Linked DNA regions of Mus musculus: regions 1, 2, 3, 5 and 6 are each linked to region 4. A link is a contact called in public Hi-C, HiChIP or PLAC-seq and promoter capture Hi-C data. All regions are on one chromosome and are shown on one strand. The core of a region is the stretch at or near the end of the contact, and the rest is flanking DNA. Distances in the headings are between cores, read along the strand shown.

The links. Promoter capture Hi-C pulls out the DNA fragments that hold promoters and counts their contacts. A called contact is a pair of places that touch in the nucleus more often than the background predicts. HiChIP or PLAC-seq counts read pairs in DNA pulled down with a chosen protein or histone mark.
Region 1: a FOXA1 HiChIP or PLAC-seq map of pancreatic cancer cells shows a contact between it and region 4. The contact joins the enhancer-like site here to the promoter of E2f8 in region 4. A contact is called at or near these places in 6 of 39 promoter capture datasets (3T3-L1-derived adipocytes, cranial neural crest, frontonasal cranial neural crest and 2 more), 3 of 484 Hi-C or Micro-C datasets (bone marrow-derived macrophages, embryonic fibroblasts and macrophages), 5 of 115 datasets of contacts at active chromatin or transcription factors (embryonic basal ganglia, embryonic hindbrain, embryonic stem cells and 2 more) and 1 of 9 other capture datasets (macrophages).
Region 2: a contact with region 4 is called in a Hi-C map of the G1E-ER4 cell line, with 6 times the contacts expected there. The contact joins the promoter of Htatip2 here to the promoter of E2f8 in region 4. A contact is called at or near these places in 5 of 39 promoter capture datasets (cranial neural crest, erythroid cells, fetal liver and 2 more), 3 of 484 Hi-C or Micro-C datasets (the G1E-ER4 cell line and muscle stem cells), 2 of 115 datasets of contacts at active chromatin or transcription factors (pro-B cells and stem cell-derived neural progenitor cells) and 1 of 9 other capture datasets (liver).
Region 3: a contact with region 4 is called in a promoter capture Hi-C map of hippocampal neurons, with 3 times the contacts expected there. The contact joins the enhancer-like site here to the promoter of E2f8 in region 4. A contact is called at or near these places in 5 of 39 promoter capture datasets (the 3T3-L1 cell line, cranial neural crest, hippocampal neurons and 1 more) and 4 of 115 datasets of contacts at active chromatin or transcription factors (the NIH/3T3 cell line, double positive thymocytes, embryonic midbrain and 1 more).
Region 5: a contact with region 4 is called in a Hi-C map of bone marrow-derived macrophages, with 14 read pairs. The contact joins the enhancer-like site here to the promoter of E2f8 in region 4. A contact is called at or near these places in 10 of 39 promoter capture datasets (the 3T3-L1 cell line, the C10 cell line, cranial neural crest and 5 more), 2 of 484 Hi-C or Micro-C datasets (LSK cells and bone marrow-derived macrophages), 5 of 115 datasets of contacts at active chromatin or transcription factors (embryonic limb bud, embryonic midbrain, embryonic stem cells and 1 more) and 3 of 9 other capture datasets (bone marrow-derived macrophages, embryonic stem cells and liver).
Region 6: a promoter capture Hi-C map of liver shows a contact between it and region 4, with 2.1 times the contacts expected there. The contact joins the enhancer-like site here to the promoter of E2f8 in region 4. A contact is called at or near these places in 5 of 39 promoter capture datasets (the C10 cell line, cranial neural crest, embryonic stem cells and 2 more), 1 of 15 datasets of contacts at CTCF or cohesin (the NIH/3T3 cell line) and 3 of 115 datasets of contacts at active chromatin or transcription factors (bone marrow-derived macrophages, embryonic stem cells and large pre-B cells).

Annotation. Positions count from the first base shown.
Region 1 is chr7:49,395,912-49,399,236 of GRCm38.p6, reverse strand. It overlaps Nav2 (neuron navigator 2), which reads right to left. Exons shown (of 39, transcript NM_175272.3): 4 at 1,082-1,154. Among named protein-coding and RNA genes, the nearest start is that of Gm51447, 41 kb to the left of the region's middle. Within about 2 kb of position 1,371, at least 111 of the 459 cell types and tissues checked have an H3K27ac peak or open chromatin away from gene starts, as enhancers often do. A contact at or near this core is called in bone marrow-derived macrophages, hepatocytes, liver and 2 more, where this site is marked.
Region 2 is chr7:49,757,579-49,760,876 of GRCm38.p6, reverse strand. It overlaps Htatip2 (HIV-1 Tat interactive protein 2), which reads right to left and starts at 1,771. Exons shown (of 6, transcript NM_016865.3): 1 at 1,566-1,771; 2 at 1,084-1,279. The coding sequence starts at 1,663.
Region 3 is chr7:49,599,589-49,602,795 of GRCm38.p6, reverse strand. All of the region lies in intron 37 of Nav2 (neuron navigator 2), which reads right to left. Among named protein-coding and RNA genes, the nearest start is that of Dbx1, 36 kb to the left of the region's middle. Within about 2 kb of position 1,430, at least 132 of the 459 cell types and tissues checked have an H3K27ac peak or open chromatin away from gene starts, as enhancers often do. A contact at or near this core is called in double positive thymocytes and pre-B cells, where this site is marked.
Region 4 is chr7:48,878,710-48,882,339 of GRCm38.p6, reverse strand. E2f8 (E2F transcription factor 8) reads left to right here and starts at 1,299. Exons shown (of 13, transcript NM_001013368.5): 1 at 1,299-1,679; 2 at 1,939-2,062. The coding sequence starts at 2,048. Gm2788 (predicted gene 2788) reads right to left here and starts at 1,040. Exons shown (of 2, transcript NR_155436.1): 1 at 823-1,040. LOC115486422 (a long non-coding RNA gene) reads right to left here. Exons shown (of 3, transcript XR_882082.2): 3 at 1,716-1,819.
Region 5 is chr7:49,461,349-49,465,030 of GRCm38.p6, reverse strand. Nav2 (neuron navigator 2) reads right to left here. Exons shown (of 39, transcript NM_175272.3): 9 at 3,014-3,119; 10 at 102-491. Among named protein-coding and RNA genes, the nearest start is that of Gm51447, 25 kb to the right of the region's middle. Within about 2 kb of position 2,335, at least 140 of the 459 cell types and tissues checked have an H3K27ac peak or open chromatin away from gene starts, as enhancers often do. A contact at or near this core is called in bone marrow-derived macrophages and pre-B cells, where this site is marked.
Region 6 is chr7:49,491,391-49,495,017 of GRCm38.p6, reverse strand. It overlaps Nav2 (neuron navigator 2), which reads right to left. Exons shown (of 39, transcript NM_175272.3): 11 at 3,527-3,627. Among named protein-coding and RNA genes, the nearest start is that of Gm51447, 55 kb to the right of the region's middle. Within about 2 kb of position 2,172, at least 6 of the 459 cell types and tissues checked have an H3K27ac peak or open chromatin away from gene starts, as enhancers often do. A contact at or near this core is called in liver, where this site is marked.

The DNA of each region.
Region 1 (3,325 bases), core at 122-2,621, 520 kb before region 4:
GATGCCACCCACCTCCAACATGGAGGAGACAACAGTTCAGAAACACAGCCTGATAGATGACGCAAGCTTTCATCTCTTCGCAAAGACAAGGCATTAGCCCATGCAGGACCCATAAGGTCTGCTAACTTACCTACTCCATCTGTGGACTCCAGCTTACTGCTCTCTCAGCCCCACCCCAGCTTCCAGGGCCAACGCTCTTTTTACATCTTTTCAGAGCACACTCCTGCTATGCCAGGAGGAACAACTGCACTGCCCCGACTGCACTACCTGTTCCGGGGAAAACTGGAGGCAGGTGCAGCCTAATGAGCTGGGGAGATGCCTGGCCTATGGCAGCTTCAGAGCCGGCAGCTGCCTGTGTTTACAAACAGGGGGAGGGGGAAGGAAGGGGAGAGAGCAAGGGGGGGGGAGAGAGAGAGAGATTGAGAGAGATTGAGAGAGAGAGAGAGAGATTGAGAGATTCCAGGTGGAAGTGTTGCCTGAGGACTGAGGAGGTAGATAATTCTGGCCAGCGGGCTCCAAACTATTATCCCACCTAACAACACTCCACTAGCAGACACTGTTGATGCTAATTAGCCACCAAATCCAAGTTAATTAAAAGCTAATCGGGAGGCTAAAAGGTGGTAGTGTGTTCGCAAACCTCACTCTCTCTGTCTTCAAGAGCAAGGTGAGATGTCACCAGCAAGGACTAAGCAGTTCCCTTGGGCGCTGGATGGTTGGACTTGGTTCTGTGGTTGGATATTCTCTTTCCCACAGATAATGGCTGGTTGATAACCTGCTGCGCCACGGGACAGGGAATCAGTGTTGTTGAAGCAGGAACTTCTCTAACTGGAGCAGTGTGCTCCCATTCTCTTCCCCCACACCCTCTGTGGCATGCAGATGTGGCATGCACACAGGGCTGCATTCTTAGAGTGATCTGAGAACTGTGAGAAAGTTAGTAACGTCAACTGTGCTGGAAAGGGCACCCAGCCAGGACAGCCCACCGGCACCCCTGGTCAGGACTGCAGCAATTGACTGTTAGGTAACAGGTGGGCCTTAACAGGTGGGTATCACAAATGATGAAAAGGCGTGGGCCCTGACTCACCTTCTGCAGACAGCCCCTGGGTGTTGATTCCCTTAGCTGCCAGGAAATTCAAGCAGGCATCTATGTTTTCAATCTAGAGGGGAAAAACACAAGACACGTTTAATAACCATTCAGCTTTCTCCAGACCCACTCACGAGGAGCCAACAGCAAGCAGAATGCACTCGAATTGACCAATGAGATAGACGGGAGCGACGAGGTTAGGACTCTCAAAACGCTGTCTGTACTAGCGCAGGAAGCAGTTACTTAATATCCTAACCACACGGTGCCAAAAGTCGAGGCCTTGGACTGCTCACAGATGCCAAAAATAACCAGGGCGGAATGAGATCTCTCATCTTGATCAATGTCACCACAGTGTGATCCTCAAAGCCGGAGCAGTTGCCAGTAACACGGAGGTGGAGATGAAATTGATAGACCCACCCATCCTCCAGTTGCTGGGGGGAAATTTCCAGTCAGTAAAGAAGCAGGCAGTCAGATGTCCACATGGTGAGCGGCAGTTTCAGCAGGAACCAGGGTTTACCCACAAAATTCTCAGCCTGGCAGGAATTGCAGGTGACCACAGAGTCCCATGACCTCTGGGATGCCGCTGTCCTTTGTCCTCTCTGTGGCAAGGATAGAGCCACCAGCCGGAGTCTGGGAGGCTGCCCGTGTTTGCTAGTGTTGACACCAAGGCCAAGGGCAAATCGATGTCAGGCCTCGAACAAAAAAGCAATTAGGTCATTCCCAAAGGTCTGATTTGACTTCGGCTGTCAGGCCTAATTACTTTTTTTGTTTTAAAGGAGAATATTCTGGCTTGATGAATGTCTCTGGTGACCAAAAGTAAAAGAAACGGCTTTTAACTGGGCACAGCGACCTTTGGACATCACAGAATTTGCACTACACAGTGCCAGTTCCACCACTCCCATCCACAACTAATTCCTGTAATGGGATTTCCCAGACTCTCCAATGTTTATATGCACTCAACCCAGTATGTACGCCACGGAATTTATTCTAAATTAACAGAGGACTGCCTTTCACAATGAACATATTGTCCTTATCCCCACTCTCAGGCAATGTCTTGATGGCTCTAGCTGGCGAGAGTGTTTTAGTTTAATAGCTCCGAGCACAGCTTGGCTCTGGGCTGGTCCTCATGAATTTGATTCACCCTCCTCTATGAAGTAGACTTCATTCTGCCACTGACTTCTGGCATTCTCCCTTTCCACTCCAGCTTGTAGATCTGCTCCTACCTCCTGAGGCCTTGGGTTCCAGGAGGGTGTTAAAACATCGAACAAATTCCATGCTTTTATCATGGTCTCACTGGGAGGGTGGTCCCCACGGTGGTGGTGGCTCCCACTGTTTAACTCATTAAACAGGCCCCAGGCCACCTGACTGAAACTGTGCCATCTTAGAAGAGCCCACACAGCCTCCAGCTAGAAGTAACTCTCTGTAGGGAACCCCCTTTTTAATTTATTTGTTTATTATATGTGTATGAGTACACTGTAGCTGCCTTCAGACACACCAGAAGAGGACATTGAATCCCATTACAGATGGTTGTGAGTCACTATGTGGTTGCTGGGAATGAATTGAACTCAGGACCTCTGGAGGAACAGTCAGTGCTCTTAATTGCTGAGCCATCTCCCCAGCCCCACCTTTGTTAAAACCCGGGTTCCCACTCCTTCCAGCCCACCTTGAAGGTCCTCCCCAGGCTGCTTTATAATCATGAGACCACTAAGTGAGAGCACCTTAGAGGGAAATGAAAGTGGGGAGAAAGGAAGAGATCACTTCCTGAACCCTATCACATGGTGTGTGGAGGGTGACCTGCTCCCATTTGAAAATATAGTAAGAGTTAGATTTCCAAATACTGTTTTACCCTATTACAAAATCTTGCTTGTAAGAGAAAATATTAGTCATAAAAAGAGAACACTGTCTATGATGGTTTTGTTTCTATTTATACAGCAAAACACATAATAGAAGATTATGGGACCACAAAGAAGCACTGTTTTATAGACAAATACATGTAATATGTTTACACACACACACACACACACACACACACACACACACACTTATTTAAAGAGATGCTGTTATTATGTTGCCCCGTATAAACTTGAACCCCTCAAGAAAGCCTCCTGCCTCAATCTTTATTTATTTATTTATTTATTTAATTATTTGAGACAGGGTTTCTCTGTGTAGCCCCGGCTCTCCCGGAACTCACTTTGTAGACGAGGCTGGCCTCGAACTCAGAAATCTGCCTGCCTCTGTCTCCCA
Region 2 (3,298 bases), core at 522-3,021, 880 kb before region 4:
AGAAACAGAAGCAATTTTGAGGCTAGCCTATCCTCCTTAGAGAAACACTGTCTTAAACCTAAGCCACTCTATCTAAGAGCAGAAGAATGCCATCAAACGTGCAGTGTTCCATTACCGTCACACAGGAGTTCAGATGCTATCTTGGGTTGTCACTACCTTTAGTTCCCTCTGAAGGATTTTCCTGGCATGATACATACTATATACTAAAGAAAAATTAAATTAAACACGGCCTGGTTAAGAGGAGTGCCACCAAGTCTCTGCTCTCAAAGAAAATTGCAATCTTAGGCTCCACTGTCCAGGAATCTGCACAGGGAGGGTTCAGGAAACCAGACTGTGGGGTTCACCCAGCACCCACCTGAGCCCAAGCAGAGATGTCTATTTTAATCAGCAAGTTCTGATGCACCAGGCATTGGTAAAACAAAACGACCAGGAAATCACGGAAATCAAGGACCTGCATTTGCAAGTGTGCACACTAGGCAAAAGTGGGGCCCATGGGAGACTGCTTTGAGGTCCCAGCAGCACACTACGCTGTTTAATTTGCTGCAGTTGATAGGTAACTCTTGTTTACTGGAGAACAGAATGTCCACGACTCTCCAATTTAAGATACTTGGGCATCATTTCCAGATGGAAGTCTGGCATTACCATTTGCTGTAACTTCAGGAAGCCAGTATGTGTTTACAAACACACAAGTCTGGGGAGTCAGGGGCTGTGGGGTGGATTCCTGCTTGGGAGAAAAGTCCTTGTCACACTTTTCCATTCTGATATTGTGAAACACACTGGTAAGCAAAATGTGCAAGCAGTGCGCTCTAGGAACTATAAACAGCGCCTTTCTCTGACTACCATACCCCATTCCAATCTAAGTTCTGAACACAGGACTGCATTGCAGGACGCTAGAGTGTAAAAGGCAGGCCTACAAGCCAGTCACAACCCAGGGATTAATGGAAGGGCTCTTCTAAATCCATCGTGCCCAATTTTGATGATTTCTATGTCTCCACCACCACCTGGCCTTTGGATAATGGACACCTTCCCCTCAGCAAAATGGTTGCAGCTACATTCCCTTTTAGCCCCAGCTCAAATACCCACCACATTTTTATAAGCTTCCTCCTCGAAGGTGAGCTTCCTCCGACCAATGAGCGTTACTTTGGAAAACAGGTTCTGTCCCAGGATTTCCTTTAAAAGTACTTTGCCAGTTTCCCCGCTGGCGCCCAAAATAAAGACGGATTTATTCTGCATCTTGAAGTCTTCCCGAAGCTTCGGCAGTGCTTCCTTGTCCGCCATGCTGGGGAAACAACACCCGTGGGTCCTGTCTCAGAGTGCTAGGTGACACTCTTTACCCTGGGGGACAAGGGTTGTTAACTGTTGGGCAGAAGAGACTCACTCTACACAGTCCCAACCCTAGGGAAGTGCTGAGTCACAGCTCAGACAGTGGCCAATCCGAGCACCTCACAGGTGCCCGGCTGGATGAGCCCAGGTTGTCTCTATGCCACCAAGCCTCGCAGCCCACGGTAACCCAGCCTGCTTGGGCAGGGCTGCAGGGCCCGGCTCCATTCCCTACCCGGGGTTACCTGGGAGCAGCCCCGGACCCCTCGTCCCCACTCTGCAACAGTAGCATTGAAGCCACCAGCGCGGCTACGACCGTGCCCAGCACCGTGGGACCGAGCATCTCGCCGCCTGCAGCCCCGCTGTCTCCCCTCCCGGCAAGGAGCCCCAAGAGGTCCAGCCGGAGCCTACCGGCCGCGACGTCTTCCGGGTGACAGCGCGCTCGCGGCCCCGCCCCACCGAGGGCTGGAGCTGAGCGCGGGACCCGCCCCTGCGCGGGAGCTGCACCCAGGGCTCGAACCACACTCCCCGGGGCTGAGCTGCAGCGGGGCGGGGCGTGGGGGGGGCGTGGGGCTGTGCTTCACCCCAGCACAGATCTCCTCCCTCCGTCCCCCATAACCCTAGTTGCAACCGCGTTCTTCCTAACCACCTGGGGCCAGAGCCTTCAGATTTTAGATAAAAGGCATCCCGGACTTGACTCTTGGTCCCCAAATCATCTCATTCTCCTCGTTAAAAACTAGTCTCTTCTTAGGCTGGGGACGTAGCATGTAGCTCAGTTAATCAAGCGCTTGCCTGGCATACGCAGAGCCCTGGATAAAGTTGGATGTGGTGGCACAAGCAGGCAATACCAGCAAGGATGATTCTCCTTGGAAACAGAATGTTCTGAGTTCTAGGACACCCTGAAATATATGAACTTCTGTCTCAAGAGCGAAGGAGGACTTATTGGGAGGAAGCTCTCAAAACAGAGGTAGGAGAGGCTAGTACCAGGTGAGTAAGATCAAAATATATAAACATGAAATTGTTAGTAAAGCAAGACATAAAAAGAAGAAGAAGAAAAAAAAGCCTAGCTCCACTTAAGCTCTATGAAAAACAAAACTCTTTCTTGCCTCTTTAAAGACACATATCCTATTCCCTCAAGCCAGAAGCTAGGGGGGCTCCTTTGACCAGTTTTCAGGTTGATCTCCCTGCCCAGGTGCTGGCCCCCTTCTGGATGGTTGCGGTAGGAAGAGTTTCCAAACCTGATCCAATTCACAACAGGATCAATGGTTAGAACACAGCTATCCACACTGGGCATGCCCTGGATTTTGGATGCATAGAGATTAGAATACTATGACTCTGAGATACTTTCTAAACTGCATTTATTTTGTGTGTGTGTGTGTGTGTGTGTGTGTGTGTGTGTGTGTGTGTGTAGAGGTGTTATGACCGGTGTATGAAGGTCAGAGGGCCCCTTGCAGGATTCAGTTCTCTCCTTCCATGATGTGGGTTTGCCTTGATCTAACTCAGCCTCTCCCAGACTCCCTCTCCCAGAGTCAAGTCCAGGATGTGATCCTGAGCTAAGAAGGATGGGCTGTGAGTGTGATGCTCCATCGCTCCATCTAGAAGCCAAATGAAAGGTACTTTCGCCCCCGCCTTGCTGGTTGAATGTCATTATATGAAAATCTGGCCTAGGCGTGGCATTCAAATACTTCCACACAGGTTTTTCCACTCTGGGGAGCAATACAAAGATGCAATGAAGACTAGGGGTGGAGCCCTGCTGGGCAAGGACAGGGAGATTAGGATGATGGGTAGCATCCTGTGAGCCCCTGCCCTGGCTTGCCTGCCTTAACCGCTGCCTGTTTGCAGGGGCTGTGTTGAGCGCTTCCTGTTTATTCTGCCTCTAGAGTCCTTTTCCGACTTGCTGCAGTCAGATGGACTCTGCTGTTTGCAGTTTAAAATGGAGGCAATGGAGAACACTGTTGTCCTTCCCCACTGGGCTGCC
Region 3 (3,207 bases), core at 181-2,680, 720 kb before region 4:
AAACGATATTACTGGAGCCTGAGAGCGGGGCTGTTCACCAGACCTCCCCATGTCAGCCTGGCCTAAGTTCATCATTCGCTCTGGTGGGTCCCCTCTCCCCGAGTCCCCTGAGTTACTCCAGGTCTTAGAATCTGATTTCTATCCAGGATGCCACCCACACTACCCCCACCTTAGATAAGCCCATCTCTTTATATTAGTGGCTTCCTCCTTCACTTTACCTCAGCACCTCCTATGACATTATCTTGTCAGATGTCAGCTCATTGTCTCCCCCATACCCCAGCCTAGCCTCTAGCCTAGTTTGCTGCTACAGCTCCCTTCATCAATCTTGGTTCTTGAATTCAGTCCAGCAGCCTAAAGCAGTTCAGTATGAGCAGGAACGATTTGGGAGAGGGGCGGGTGTGGACCCATGTGTGGATCAGGAGTGAAGAGGACACAGAAGTGGCTGGGGATGGTTACAGCTGAAGAAGCAAATTCAGATTAGAAGCCTCTCCCTACCGGGCCCTCTGAAGGAACAAGACTGCCTTTCCAAGGGGTCCCTCAAGGCCTTAGAACCACTAAGGCTGAGGCTGAGCATGCCCTTAGCACTCCTGAGGCCCAGTGGTTTTGTCCACACTTGCTCTTCATCCTTAGCCCCTGCACTATAGGCTCAGAGAACAACTGGGTTTCCAGAAACCAGGCCAGTACAATTGTCCCATAGGTCAGATTTTTTTTTCCCATTTTTTGGAGGGGAAAGCCAAAGCTGGCACAGGGGACTGCAGAAGGTGTCAGAGGACCTTGGTAACTGAGGAAAGGTCTCTGGGTGTCCTTCTGCAGCACCTGCCCTTAACACCCCCAGTCTACCCCCAACACCAGGCCTTCTGAATTGCTCCGCTCTGCAGACACCAGACACACTGGCAAGCGTTTCTGATGACAACGGGGAATGGGACCTGAGACTGAGTCATAAGGTAAGCATTCGTAGGTGCAGCAAACATTAGCTGTAAGAACAAAAAACATTTTCTTTTTTACAACCCTTCCTACATTCCACAGGATGTGGTCAAGGCCAGGTGGCCGTGAGTCAGTCTAAGGCAAGCAGAGGAAGTGTTGTGCAGCTTCCGGGCTCTTCTGCAGACTCTGGAGGGCAGCTGGACAGGCAGACAATCACTTTCCCCAGGGAGGAGGAAGCTGGTCTACTACTGGCTCAGGAATTAAGGATGATGCTAAGACACTGGAAACTAAGATTTGGGCTGCTGCGAACCTCCTGATCCTACAGGAAGCACAGGACTCCTGGATGTGCACGGCAGCACCAACATTCACATTTAGGAAGCACTTCTAGGCATGACTTACACACAGGTGACTTTCATTCACATATTCCAGAAAAAGATACTACCGCCTGCATGCTCTCCACTAGGGGGCGATGCGTTGTCATGTCCTGTCCCGCCCACACGCAAGCATTGCCTGAGTCTGATGGTAAAGGCTGGTGCCTGCAAGAATGACTTCCCTGTATTCTTTCCCTGTCTCCCCATGGGCAGCCCTCTTTCTGGCTCCTAACATGTGACAGCCCCCTTTGGAACCTATTCTGAGGTCTCCACCTCTTCTCAACTCATAGCCTTGGCTAAGGAAGGGCACACATGTTCTAAATGACAGTGTGCTTCCCTAGTGGCCACTGTGCAGGGGAGAGGTGAGGAGGGAAGGACCCCGTATGGTACCTGGCACACACTCAGCTTTCCCTCAGAGGGAGCCAAGGAGAGAGGGGAAGTGAAATGAGCTTTTTAAAAAATTAAGGACTTTTCTCATCTAGTGAAATCACAGGTAGAACCCTGCCTAACACTAAACCAGGCACAGCAGTGCACACCTTTAATCCCAGAACTCAGGAGGCAAAGGCAGGCAGATCTCTGTGGGTTCAAGGCCAGGCTGGTCTACACAGAGAGACTCTGTACCAAACAAACAACAGCAAAATAACACGTGTGTTAGCACGTGTCTACAATCCCTGCATGCTGGAGTTTGAAGTAGAAACATCAGAAATTCAAGGCTAGCCTGGGCTATATACAGAGTTCAAGGCCAGCTTAGGCTATATAAGACACTGTGCTTAAAACAACAAAAACCACCGGGCAGTGGTGGCGCACGCCCTTAAGGGATTAAGGAGGCAGAGGCAGGCGGATTTCTGAGTTCAAGGACAGCCTGGTCTACAGAGTGAGTTCCAGGACAGCCAGGGCTACACAGAGAAACCCTGTCTCGAAAAAAAACAAAACAAAACAAAAAAACACCAACAAAAACCCAGCAAACCCAACCAAAAAACTTTGCTTCCTGGCTACCTATAACACTTGTAAGTTACAGGAGACCCTAGGATGGCCTCATTGTCACAAAGTAGCTGTAGCTGTCACATTGCTCTGGACTCCAGCCCTCACTCAATCATGGTGGTCTGCTGAGGGAACTATGTTAAGGTCAAAGCTTTGGCTGGCCTTGGGTTTTCTTCCCTGTATTCTCTCAGGGCTGCAGGAGTGCCAGGACCCTGGTGTAAAGCCTGGTAGATCCTCCAACTTCCACCTTAACCCCGACAAGGAAACACGGCCAATCCTTATGAATCAGCAGACTTCAGGGCCGCCTCCTGTACTAATTTACCAGGCAGAGCTAGGAGATTTGGGACAGGGTGGTACTAGGCAATCCTAACCCAGCTGTCTCCCTTCACTGCTTCTACACTGAGGACATGTCCTTCAGATGACCTCTAAGAATGACACATCCACTTGGTCCCTGTCACAGGCAGGCCCTTCAGCAGCAGCCACTTTGAAGCCCCTCCTATCTATGCCCTTTGCTCTTGGCTGGATGAAGAGGAAGAGTCCCTTCTGCAATGGCTCCCTGAGCAAAGGAATCATAGGTGACTTCCCAGCTATGCCTGAAACCTCCCTTTCAGTTCACCTCCAAATGGGAGGGGCCTTGGTGCCACCAGCCACTGGGGACCAAGGGGTCAGCTCAAGAGTCCTCTTTGTCTCCTTGGACACCTTGGGTATCTTCGCTCAGTCGCCTCTGGCTTTTCTCAAGTGACTCAGGTCATTCCCCTTTGGTTATCAGAAGGACCGCTCGAGGCAAAGAGGACACAAGTGGGAGAACGTATGAGGAAGGAGGCCACAGGGGCAGCAGTAGGTCCTCCAGACAACCATCAAGCCACCCCAAGCTCCTCGGTAACTCCTAAGCTGAGTGACAGCAGTGGGGGCTCCCCAGATGCTACTGGAT
Region 4 (3,630 bases), core at 50-2,549:
AGGGTTTTGGACGAGATGGTCTCCTAACTCTAAAATTCCCTTGACCTGTTCGATATACCAGGCCGATGTCAGAAGCTCATAAAAGGAAAAGGAAGAAAAGCGGGAAAGAGCAAAGAGGGGATCGGCAGACGCAGGACACTGGGGACAGGCTTGGCGGGTTTTCTGAGTTTCTCTCCCTCCTCCCACACCTGCGTGTTCAGAGATCGGCCAACGCCCCGCATCCTTGGGCTTCAGACAACGAAGCTCTTTCCTCCTCACACGTTTCTTTCTGGAAACCGTGGAGCAGAAGCTGCTAAGCAGTCATGCAAAGGGTCGCAGAGGGAACGGTGTCGCTAGGGTCCAGAGGGCAGGTGAGCAGACCCGGTTGACGTGGCACCAAGCTGGGGATGGCGGGGAGCCCTCGAGTCCTAGCCAGCCAGCTCTGGACCAGCCAAATTTCATCCCCCAACTTCGATCTCGGATAAATGGTGTTTGCAAAAAGAAAAAAAAAAAAAAAGAAAGAAAGAAAGAAAGAAAAGGAAAAAAGAAAAAGGAAAAGTTTTTGAGGACTTTTCCCCAAGTCTGGCTGTAGGCGGGGTCGGAGGGTGGTGCCTACAGTCTGATTCGCCGCGGCGGCAGTGCAGAGGCGCGGATTGGCGCGCGGGGCCCCGGGCCGGGAGAGCGGGCGTGGGGGAGGGGAGGCTCCGCGCCCGCGGGAGCGGCTCGCGCCGGGAGCGGGTTAATTTCAAATCGGGGGCTGGACTGCTCCTGGACGGCCACGCTCCCGCGGCCCGCCCGCCGGCCCCCCCCAGCCCCGGCCCCGGTGGCGCCCCCGGCACCCACCTCTGCGCGGCGGGGCTAAGCGAGTCTCCCTGAGACGCGCTGGCTCCCTGAGACGCGCAGCCAGGATTCGGGGCCACCCCGGACCGTCAGCTCTGAAGGAGGATTGACAGGTGAGCGGGGAGCAGACTGCTGCGGCGGGGTTGTGGGATCCCGGGAAGGCCAGGGTGAAGGCGGCCGTTTCCCGCCTCCCGCCCCGCCGGGGCCCGTGGGGAGGAGCCGAGCTCCCGCGCAGAGGGCGGGGGAGGGGCTCGCCCGCGCTCCAGCCCCGCGCACTCGGGGGCGGTGCCAGCTACGGTCCCGCTTTCCGCGCCAAATTTTTAAATCGAAGGCGGAAGGTCCGGCCCCGCCTTGGGGACCTCTAGCCAATCGCAGGCCTTCACCGGGCTTACTGATTGGCTCGGAGCCGTCGCCCTGGAAACCGTGAGATGCTGTCTGGCTGCCCCCGGGGGCGGTGCAGTTGGCGGGGAGGAGGAGCCAGTGCTTGCGCCGGGCGGGACGCGGGCTACTGCTGGGGACTGTACCTGGGACCGGGAGCGCAGCGTACGGTGCGCTTTGGCATCGCGGTGATTTCGGCACCTAGGGAATCCTTCCCTCGCCCCAGTACTTCGTGTATTGAAAGAAGCCTGAAAAAGGGGGTCAAGATCCCAAAGCCCTTTGTAAATGCCCGGTCGTGCGCTTAGAGCGCAGAGGCTGAATTGGAGGGTTGTTCTCAGGCCACTTCACAAGTCCTTCCTTCTGAGCCTGTGCACGTGTGTGTCAGGCGAGAAACTTCAGCATCTCCCCCGATGCAGGCTCGGTGCGTGCTCCATCGGAACCCGGGCTCGTGCGCTCCGTCCGCAGCCCGGATCAGTGCACAGGTGGGTGCTTGCTACAGCCATCTCGAACCTGAGAGAGGACTGTCACTGTAGATTCTGTGTTTGCTTGAAGTCTCGTGACAGAAGGGTTTGATGGAGGAATTTACTGCTGTCTGTTGGCGCGGTCTGCCTAGAGGCAATGTCTGTCCTCAAGGCAAAAATAAACCTGGTTTGTCATTTTTTGTTTGTTTCCGGGGGCTCTTGTGTACGTGAATCATTTTCATCAGCTCTTAATTCTTGCTTTACTTTTTTTCCTTTTAAGGATAGTAAAAAACTTTAATCGATTGGACTACTTAAACCACTGGAACTTGGGGAGGAACTTCAGATTTTTCGTTTTTAAAGACACACTAAATGTATGAGGAATTGACAAAATGGAGAACCAAAAGGTATTTTTAAAGTCCAGTCTATACTGTTGCAATGTCAAATGAAGTATCATCCTGAGTTTTTCGTTAATAAGTTTTCTTAAATTTTTCGTTTGATAGTCACGAATGCTGTATCCTTTTGGTTAACTTTTACAGAAATCCAGAAGGAAATTTTAATTTTTGAAGAGGAATAGGGTTGTCCAGGGTTAAAGTAACCTTTTTGTTTCAAAAGTTTAATATAAATTTAATATATATGGAAAAAGCTTTGGGGTTTTTTCTGTGCTTAAAAAATTATGTATATGTTATTTACATGAACCATTGGAATTCACAAAGGTCATAATTTGATACTGGATTTCTTTGTAAGATAACATTTTAAAATGTCAGCCCTTTAACCTACTGGGCCTCCAAATGCTGTTCCTGACAGATCTCCTGGAAGCATTTAGATGTTAGCTCAATGCTGTCCTTGGCAGTGTTCACTGAAACCCCACCCTTGGATCAGCACCTCCTGAGGGCACCATACTGAACTGAAAATTCAGGTGCCAGCCCCATGTGACCTCCCTCTGCCTCGCATCATCGTCTGCTAAGTAGCAGATTCAGCAGAAATACACACTGAGCCCTTAGTTTCATGGTTGTAATAGAGGATTGTTAACCCGGGCTCCCAAAGTTACTGAGGAAACAGTGTATCTCTGTTCTCTGAGTTGTTGCCTTCCAAATCCCTTTCTTTAAGAATGGTGTACTGCCTGGTGTCTAAAAGTGAAGGGGGCCCAGTCTCTACTATCTATATGAATTGCTCTTAACTTACCAGTGTAGGTAAGTGCTAACTTACCATAGCAGAAACTAGCTCTGAGGCCTTAAATGGCTAACCTTACTTCCCTTGGTCCCATTTTCTGCATCTGTGCCTCAAGCGTTGATGTTGAAAGCAAATTTTTCTGGTCAGAAGTCCTGCTGGTAGGCGGGAGGCCCTAACCGTAAGGGCACCCTCACCTTGGCTGCTTGAGCCTGTTCCTGGTATATCAATGAGCAACCACTGCTCACAGCCACTCCACTGGGTGGGGCCTGGTGTGGGTCCTGAAAGCCTTTACCTGATGTCTCATTAGTAGGAATTTAGGAATTTAGAAGTGATCAGTTACTTAGAGTGATTGGTTCTAGTAAGGAAAGGGAAGGGACTGAGCTCTAAGCTATCTTTACAGCCCTCCTTTCTCAAAATAGAATTTAAAAATAAAACCTGTAGTTAATGTTATTTATTTATTAATGTAAATTCTTAGATCACATGGTGAAGACATTTAGATCCATAGTATCTACCAAGTTAAAAGTGGGAAGTTTAACTATTAAATTTACCGTAGTAGCAGGGGACATGCCTGTAATCACAACAGAGGCAGAGGCAGGAGGATTGTTAATTTAGGGTCAGCTTGTTACTACATAGTAAGTTCCAGACTGGTTGGAATGTATAGTGAGACCTTGTCTCAAGCAAAAAAGGAAAATACTGTCCAGAGATCACTGTGATATTCTTAACCTACTTGGTCAATATGAAAGGCAGAAAGCCTTTCTGCTAGGTTCTGTTTTACAATGAACTCAGTTATTAATTCCTCTTA
Region 5 (3,682 bases), core at 1,086-3,585, 580 kb before region 4:
CAGATGAGGTAGCTAGCATCAGCTCTAGAGACCTCTTAGTAAAGGCAGGCAGGAGGGACAGGAGGGACAGGAGGGACAGGCCTTCCCATTTGTTCACTTACCCGCTAGTGATGTCATCGCTTCGGATGTTCTTGCTCAGGACATCTCCATCACTCATGTAGCCTGGGGCGTCCATGCTTATGCCTTCTAGGTCTACGTCATCGTCTGCCTTGTCCGAGACATCCACGTGGCAGATGCTGCTGCCCCTAGAGGCCAGCTGCCTTCTCAGAGGGGCAGAGTACACGTAGCGGCCTGCCTCGGCACTGATGAAGCGGCTGGCGTTGGCTCGAGGTGGATACCCGTTGCCCATTGAAGGGGCATCTCCTGCCTGGAGCCGGGGGCTGGACTGTCCGAGTCTCCAGGACAGAGGAGTGGGTCGTCCTGTGAGGCTGAGGATGCTGCGGCCGCTTATCTCAGTGGTGACGTTGGTGTCAAACGTGGTTTCTAATGTGCTGAAAATGTAAAACCAACCTGGGTTAGACCCCAGTGGGTGCAGGTTAGGTGGTTTTTTTTAAATGTTCAGAACAAGAGAGAAAAAAGTCCCATTTACAAAGCAGGACAAAACAGCAGGCTCCAAGTACCACCTGGCGTTCCTTTATTAACAAGGAAAAAGAGAAGCTATGCGTTTACCTACACCTTCTGGAAATCCTACTGGGGATGTTCTCTTTTAAAATGTGGTATAAGATACTCTTCACTGACTCTTTAATTACACGCAACGTGCAAAGCCTCATTCTGCTAGAAAATTGGACTCTTCTTTCCAGTTCAGGAAGCAGACAATGCTTAACTTGTGAAGCGGCGACAAAGGACCCTCCGACCTATTTGTTCCAGAGTTGCTGTGTCAGGATTTCTTCAAGGGTTAGCTATAGTAGCCTGAGGTGAGGCTCCTAAAACTTCACACACCCCTCTCCCTCCCTCCCTCCCTAATGTCCCAGAGTCAATGCCTGTGACTAGGTGAAAAGAGGGGCGGTAGGGGGCTGGTGAGATGGCTCAGTGGGTAAGAGCACCCGACTGTTCTTCCGAAGGTCCAGAGTTCAAATCCCAGCAACCACATGGTGGCTCACAACCATCCGTAACAAGATCTGACTCCCTCTTCTGGAGTGTCTGAAGACAGCTACAGTGTACTTACATATAATAAATAAATAAATCTTTAAAAAAAAAAAAAAAAAAAAAAAGAGGGGCGGTAGGCTCATGCCTACTCACAAAGTCACAGGATCCAACATCAGGATCCAAGTCTTTCAAATACATGAAGAGTTAAGGAAGGCACTGCCTCTATTTGGGTGCCAGTGGCTGTTTTGTCCCAACCCCTACCCCCAACCCAGGAAATTACCTCATTGTTTCACATCTTGGACTCTTGGTTCTGAAGACAGAACCCACAGTGGCTAAAACTCTGATCTACCAAGTCCCACCCTTCCTCCCTCCTTCCCTCTCTCCCTCCCTCCCTCCCTTCCTTCCTTTATCCCAAAAGCTGTTGCCTGTATGCGGGGATATATTCTTCTAGCTGAGCTGCCTTGTTGAGCCTCAATGGGAAAGGAAGTGCCTACCAAAGCTCTCAGTGGTAGGTTTGACAGTTAGTATGGCCTGTCAGCTTGACATGATTGAGAATCACCTAGGAGACACACCTCTGGGCTTATCTGTGAGGGAGATTCTAAACTGGGTTGAGGAGGGTGGCGCCCTCGCACGCTCACTCGCGCGTGCTCTCTCTCTCTCTCTCTTTTTTTTAAAGATTTATTTATTTATTTATTTATTTATTATATGTAAGTACACTGTAGCTGTCTTCAGACACTCCAGGAGAGGGAGTCAGATCTCATTATGGATGGTTGTAAGCCACCATGTGGTTGCTGGGATTTGAACTTCGAACCTTCAGAAGAGCAGTCGGGTGCTCTTACCCACTGGCGCTCTCTCTCTCTTATATGTAAGTACACTGTAGCTGTCTCAGACATTCCATAAGAGGTCTAATGCCCTCATTACGGATGGTTGAGAGCCACCATGTGGTTGCTGGGATTTGAACTCAAGACCTTTGGAAGGGCAGACAGTGCTCTTAACCTCTGAGCCATCTCTCCAGCCCCCAGGTGGCATCATTCTATGATGCTGGTGTCCCAGGCTGAATCAAAGAAGAAATCAACCTCTGCTTCATAACTATGAACCGCTGCCTCACGGTCCCCACCGCGATGAATTATAGCCCCTTAAGCTAAAAACCAAAACAAACTTCTTTCTTCCTCAAGTCACTTTCCTTAGGTATTTAGCTGCAGCAATGAGTACAGTAACAGATACAGAGGGGAAGCCCTGCACTTCCTCCTTTTAGCCGGGTTAGCAAAGAAAGTGAAACTGGAGAAGCAACTGGAGAACCCTTGGGAGCCCAGCGGGTAGCCGGGGACTCTTTGATTTTCAAAGCCGAAAACAAACTGTGAGACCTCATTCTGCCAAAATCAGGAAGGAGTGCCCACATTACATCCTCCTTAAGGCTCTCGCTGAACAAGGAAAACAACCCGAGATTCCTTCTAACAAAACCATACTTTAAACAGGGCGAAGTTTTACAAACACTTTCTCTCATCTTTCACACACGTGCATGACTAACAATATCGGTGTTGTGTATCAGGAGACCTGGTAGGAATTCAAGTTACTCAGTTTGTCATACGGGTCAAACATAGTTCACCTGTTCCTTCCAACCGGCTTGCTGTAGTTTTGAAAAATGCAAGTAAAATAAAGTTTTAAAATGGAGCTGGAGCAATTTCCTCTGGGCGGTGAACTTGGAAACCTTGTGCTCTGGGGCTGTATCTGTCTACATTAATCTCATCCCCTTCGCTCTGCGTATTGTCTTGGATTCTTTGTGAATTCTAACACACTTGAGGACAAGGGTTTCTATTCCACTCTCAACCAAACCACTTTGTGGGTGGCACGGTGGGCAGGAGAGAGGCAGAGTTAGAAGGAGCTCCCAGCAAGCTCTCTCAGCAAAGCAACTGAACACTGCCCGTACCTGTGTGTAACCTGAGTTCCCCGTAAACTGGACATGGTCTCTTCTAAATTCTGTCGTAGGTCTGCGATGTTCTTTACTGTCCGAAGTCGCCGAGCCTCGGGGTCTTCTGCTGGAGAAGCAAGGGTTAAGATCAGTCTAACTCTGCTAGACCATGAGGTTCTTACAAACAGCAACCAAGTGGGGGACGGTAATGCTGATCTATCTAGCTTCTTGTTTGCTGTAAGGACTTGACACTACATGGATGGATAGACAGATGGATAGATGATAGATGGACACATTGGATAGATACCGACGTGTCTATCTGTCTGCATAGATAAATAAATAGATGCATACATACATGGATAGATATATGAATACACACACACACACACACACACACACACGGATGAGATGGATAGGTAGATGCATACCTTCAAGTCTATCTGTTGTATGCACACATGGATAGATACATGCATGCATGAATAGATGGAGACCTATGGATGAATGGCTGGATGGGTGGATGGATACCTGCAGGTCTGTCTGTCTGCATGCATCAACAAAAGAATAGGTGCCCAAATGACGGGATTAAATCCAAAGAGGTTCCCTCTGAAGATATTCAGTCCAGGGCTGACCACACCTCTAAGACCACTTTCTTTTGCCCATAAGAAAATGTGAGTGCCCCTTTGTTTC
Region 6 (3,627 bases), core at 923-3,422, 610 kb before region 4:
GTAAAGGAAGGATTCTGGTGGCTTTAAATTGCTTAAAGAACACATTTTCGGGGGGGGGGGGCGGCGGCACAGAGCTGTGCCCAATTTGCATATTCGCCATCTGTGGTGTACTCCCTTGATGTTGTGACAGAGTCACTGTCTCACACCCAACCCACGCGGTTCTTAGCATAAACAGTGTGTGTAAAATCATGGGTGATGTGCTAGCTCAGGAATAGTTTCCTACTGATTTCCTACCTGACAGTCCCCAGCTCTGTGAAACATTCACCTAGCCTGGTGAACAATGTAAAGGAACCTGTGAGGGACTGGAGAGTTAGCTGTCAGGAAAGAGCTGGTCTTGCAGGTGTCAGGACCTGAGTTTGATCCCTGAAAGTCATGTCGCATATGCAGGGAGGTAGAGACAGGAGGATCTATGGGGCTTGCAGCTCACCAGCCCAGCGCACTCGTCATTGAGGAATTCAGTCAACAAAATAAACTAAAGGGATTGGATAGCTAACCTCGATGGTTATGAGCACTTGATGTGGAATCATGAGGAGTGAAGTTTGGATCCAAACACTCGCCTAGCAAGCGGTGTCCCTGCAAACACCTACAGCACTGGCTCCCAAGGAAGCAAAGATGCAAAGAGCTTTGGGGCTTGCCAGCCTCCTGCCTAGCTGAGAGAACTAGAGGTCCAGCTTCAGGGAGAGAGCCTGCCTCAAAGACATACACAGAGAGTGCTATAGAGATACCTGAAGCCCTCTACCTGACATGCCTGGGCTTCCTCATACATGCACACATATGCTATGTACTCACACGAGCATACACACGTCACAAATATGCACACATGCATAAAGTAAAAAAAACACTTAGTGGGCGGAGTAGCATTGCCTTGGTCTATTCACTATAGCTATGGAGCTTAAAGAAACTTAGCACCTTCCACAAGAATACAAACAAACACATCCCCGCTAGTAACCTAGAACTTACATAAAACAGGGAAACATTTGTATCATTAGTAAGTCTTTTTTTTTTTTTTTTTTTTTTAAAGAAGCCCCTTGGGTTCTTTATTAAAACCTTGGCTAGCTAGCTACTCAGTCCTTAAATGATTACAGCAGACCACTCAGGTCTGGGAAGGACCAGAAGACACCGCTGTTCATTTGGGGGGTGAAATGAGAAAAAAAATGGCTTCTGTCTTTCCAGTCTTAGCCCCCAAATCTCTAAGCGGCAGGATGAGGCTCAGCTGCTATCTATGATAATTCCATTAGGCCTCCAATGAAGCGTTAGGTAAATGGCCATCCCAGAAGCTTCTACTACAAGCAGAGACTGGCCTCATAGGGCCTGAAAACAGGCAGATTGATCAACTGGAACAGGGCAAAACCAAGCAGAGTAATTTGACAAATTATGACATGACCAGTGAGAATGCTGCAGATACTGAACGTTCTCCTCTGGTGCTATTCACTATATAGATGTATCTGCAGGGTTTAAGCTTTAAGAAGTGAGCCCTCGGGGCTTGAGAGATGGCTCCTAAGCATTTAAGAGCACTGGCTACTCTTGTAGTGTACCACTGTTTGATTTCCATCATCCTCACAGCAGCTCTTAACCTCCTTGTAATTCCAGCTCCAGGGAATCTGATGCCCCCTTCTGGCCTCTGAAGGTACTGCATGCACATACACGCAGTTAAAACAGCTGCATGTATAAAAATTAAAAATGAAAAGCGCAGCTCTCAGAAGTTTCTATGATCAAGCACTATCCTGCCCTCTCACCTCCTTTCTACCCACCCCATTTGTGTGTTTTGTTTGTTTGTTTGTTTGTTTTGAGACAAGGTTTCTCTACATAGCCCTGGCTGTCTTGGAACTCACTGTGTAGTCTACATTGGCCTTGAATTCAGAGATCAGCCTGCCTCTGTATCCCAAGTGCTGTGATTAAAGGTGTGTGGCACCACCCAGCTAGTTTTCTGTCTGTTTGAATGCAGTCCTGAGGAGCAAACCTGGGACTCTGCATCCTGGGTAAGTACTCTATTAACTTAGCTATACCCTTAGCCCTTATATGGATTCTTTTTCAAACCAATCATTTATAGAACAGCAGCCACAAAGCTAACCTGTGGTGGAACTCTGATAAACAGCCTTTTGCCTTCCCCAACATAAGTGACCACACTGGATACTGGGAGACTCAAATGAGGACATGCAGAGTTAATAGACACTGGGTCAGAGTCCATGACAATGAACTCAGCACTTTCCCCCAACCCAGCCTTTCTACCCTCTCCCTAAAGAATGTGAGAATTCTTCTTCTACTGTTGGGCAATAGTTCAGCATTTGTCTCTTTACAAAGTTGCCCTGCTTCTCTGAAGCAAGCCATAGAGCTACATAACCCATCTAGCATTATTTTAAAGAGAAATGTGTGTGTGTGTGTGTGTGTGTGTGTGTGTGTGTGTGTGTGTGTGTGTGAGAGAGAGAGAGAGAGAGAGAGAGAGAGAGAGAGGTGCATAGGTGCCTACAGAGGCCCAAAAGAGATGCCAGATCCCCCAGAGGCTAGAGTTATAGGGGGGTTGTGAGCTGCCCAATGTGGGCTACCACACCCAAACTCCTCTGAAAGAACAGCAAGTGCTCCAACCACTGGATCATCCTTCCAGCCCCTCACCTGCTAGGAGAACAGCAAGAAAACAACCCTACCTCACAACGTGGCCTTCACAAAATCAGAGTGCAGCACCCTAAAAGTACACAGCAACTTCAAAGCACTCCCCTCCAAGTTCCCTGCTACAGCTCGTCTGCCCAGATGTGGAAGGAGGTTGAGCGAGACAGAACAGCTAAAGAGTACCTGAACTATACATGGAGGACCAGAAAGACAGCAGGCCAGAGATGGCAAATCACACCTGTCCTTTCAGAGCTTGCTCAGGGTCTGGGGATTGGTTTACGTCAGAGTCTGGTCTAGAAACCTGGAGGCCAAACATTCATTCCTTGCAGTAGGAAGGGTGGACACAGGTTCTTTGTGTCTCTGGCAATGGTGGTGACAGAGGTCGACAGACCCCCCTTTTGATGTCAGCTCTTTACTGTGTGTGTGTGTCAGTTGAATATATACCCTAAGCTTCACAGCAGGGGGCTTTGGCCTGAACTGCACTCTGCATACAGACCTGGTTATCTCAAGGTGCAATACCTGGAAAGTTGAGTAATGAGAGAGGAAGTGAGGCAGGTCCCTGGGGCCTGCAGGAGAGAGTCGGAGTAACAGTCAAAACAGCAACCAAACCGCTCAAGCCCGAACCCTTGCTATCAGAAGTGCCAGCCTAGAGTTGAGGATGTAGCTTGGTGGTAGAGAACTTAACTGACATTCACGAGGCCCTGGGTTCCTCTCTCCGCACCATCACTGAATACATACCTACATATACGCATGCCCATGACCATATACAAGCAAGACCTAGGAAGCAGCAGCCCCCCTTTCCTACTTTTTGTGTCAGCTGAAGAACTGATCCACTGTCCTCATATCACGAGCAGCATACTGTAGGCCACTCTCAAATGGCTCTGGTATGACGTGTGGCTACATCCGAGCGCAGCATGCCTACCTGTCAGCATCTCCGAGGCCCAGGGAGGTATTTCGTTGTAGGGTCTCTCGCACCACAGCCATCCCATCAGGAAGCCGGTTCAGGCGACGGGTGTAAAGGCC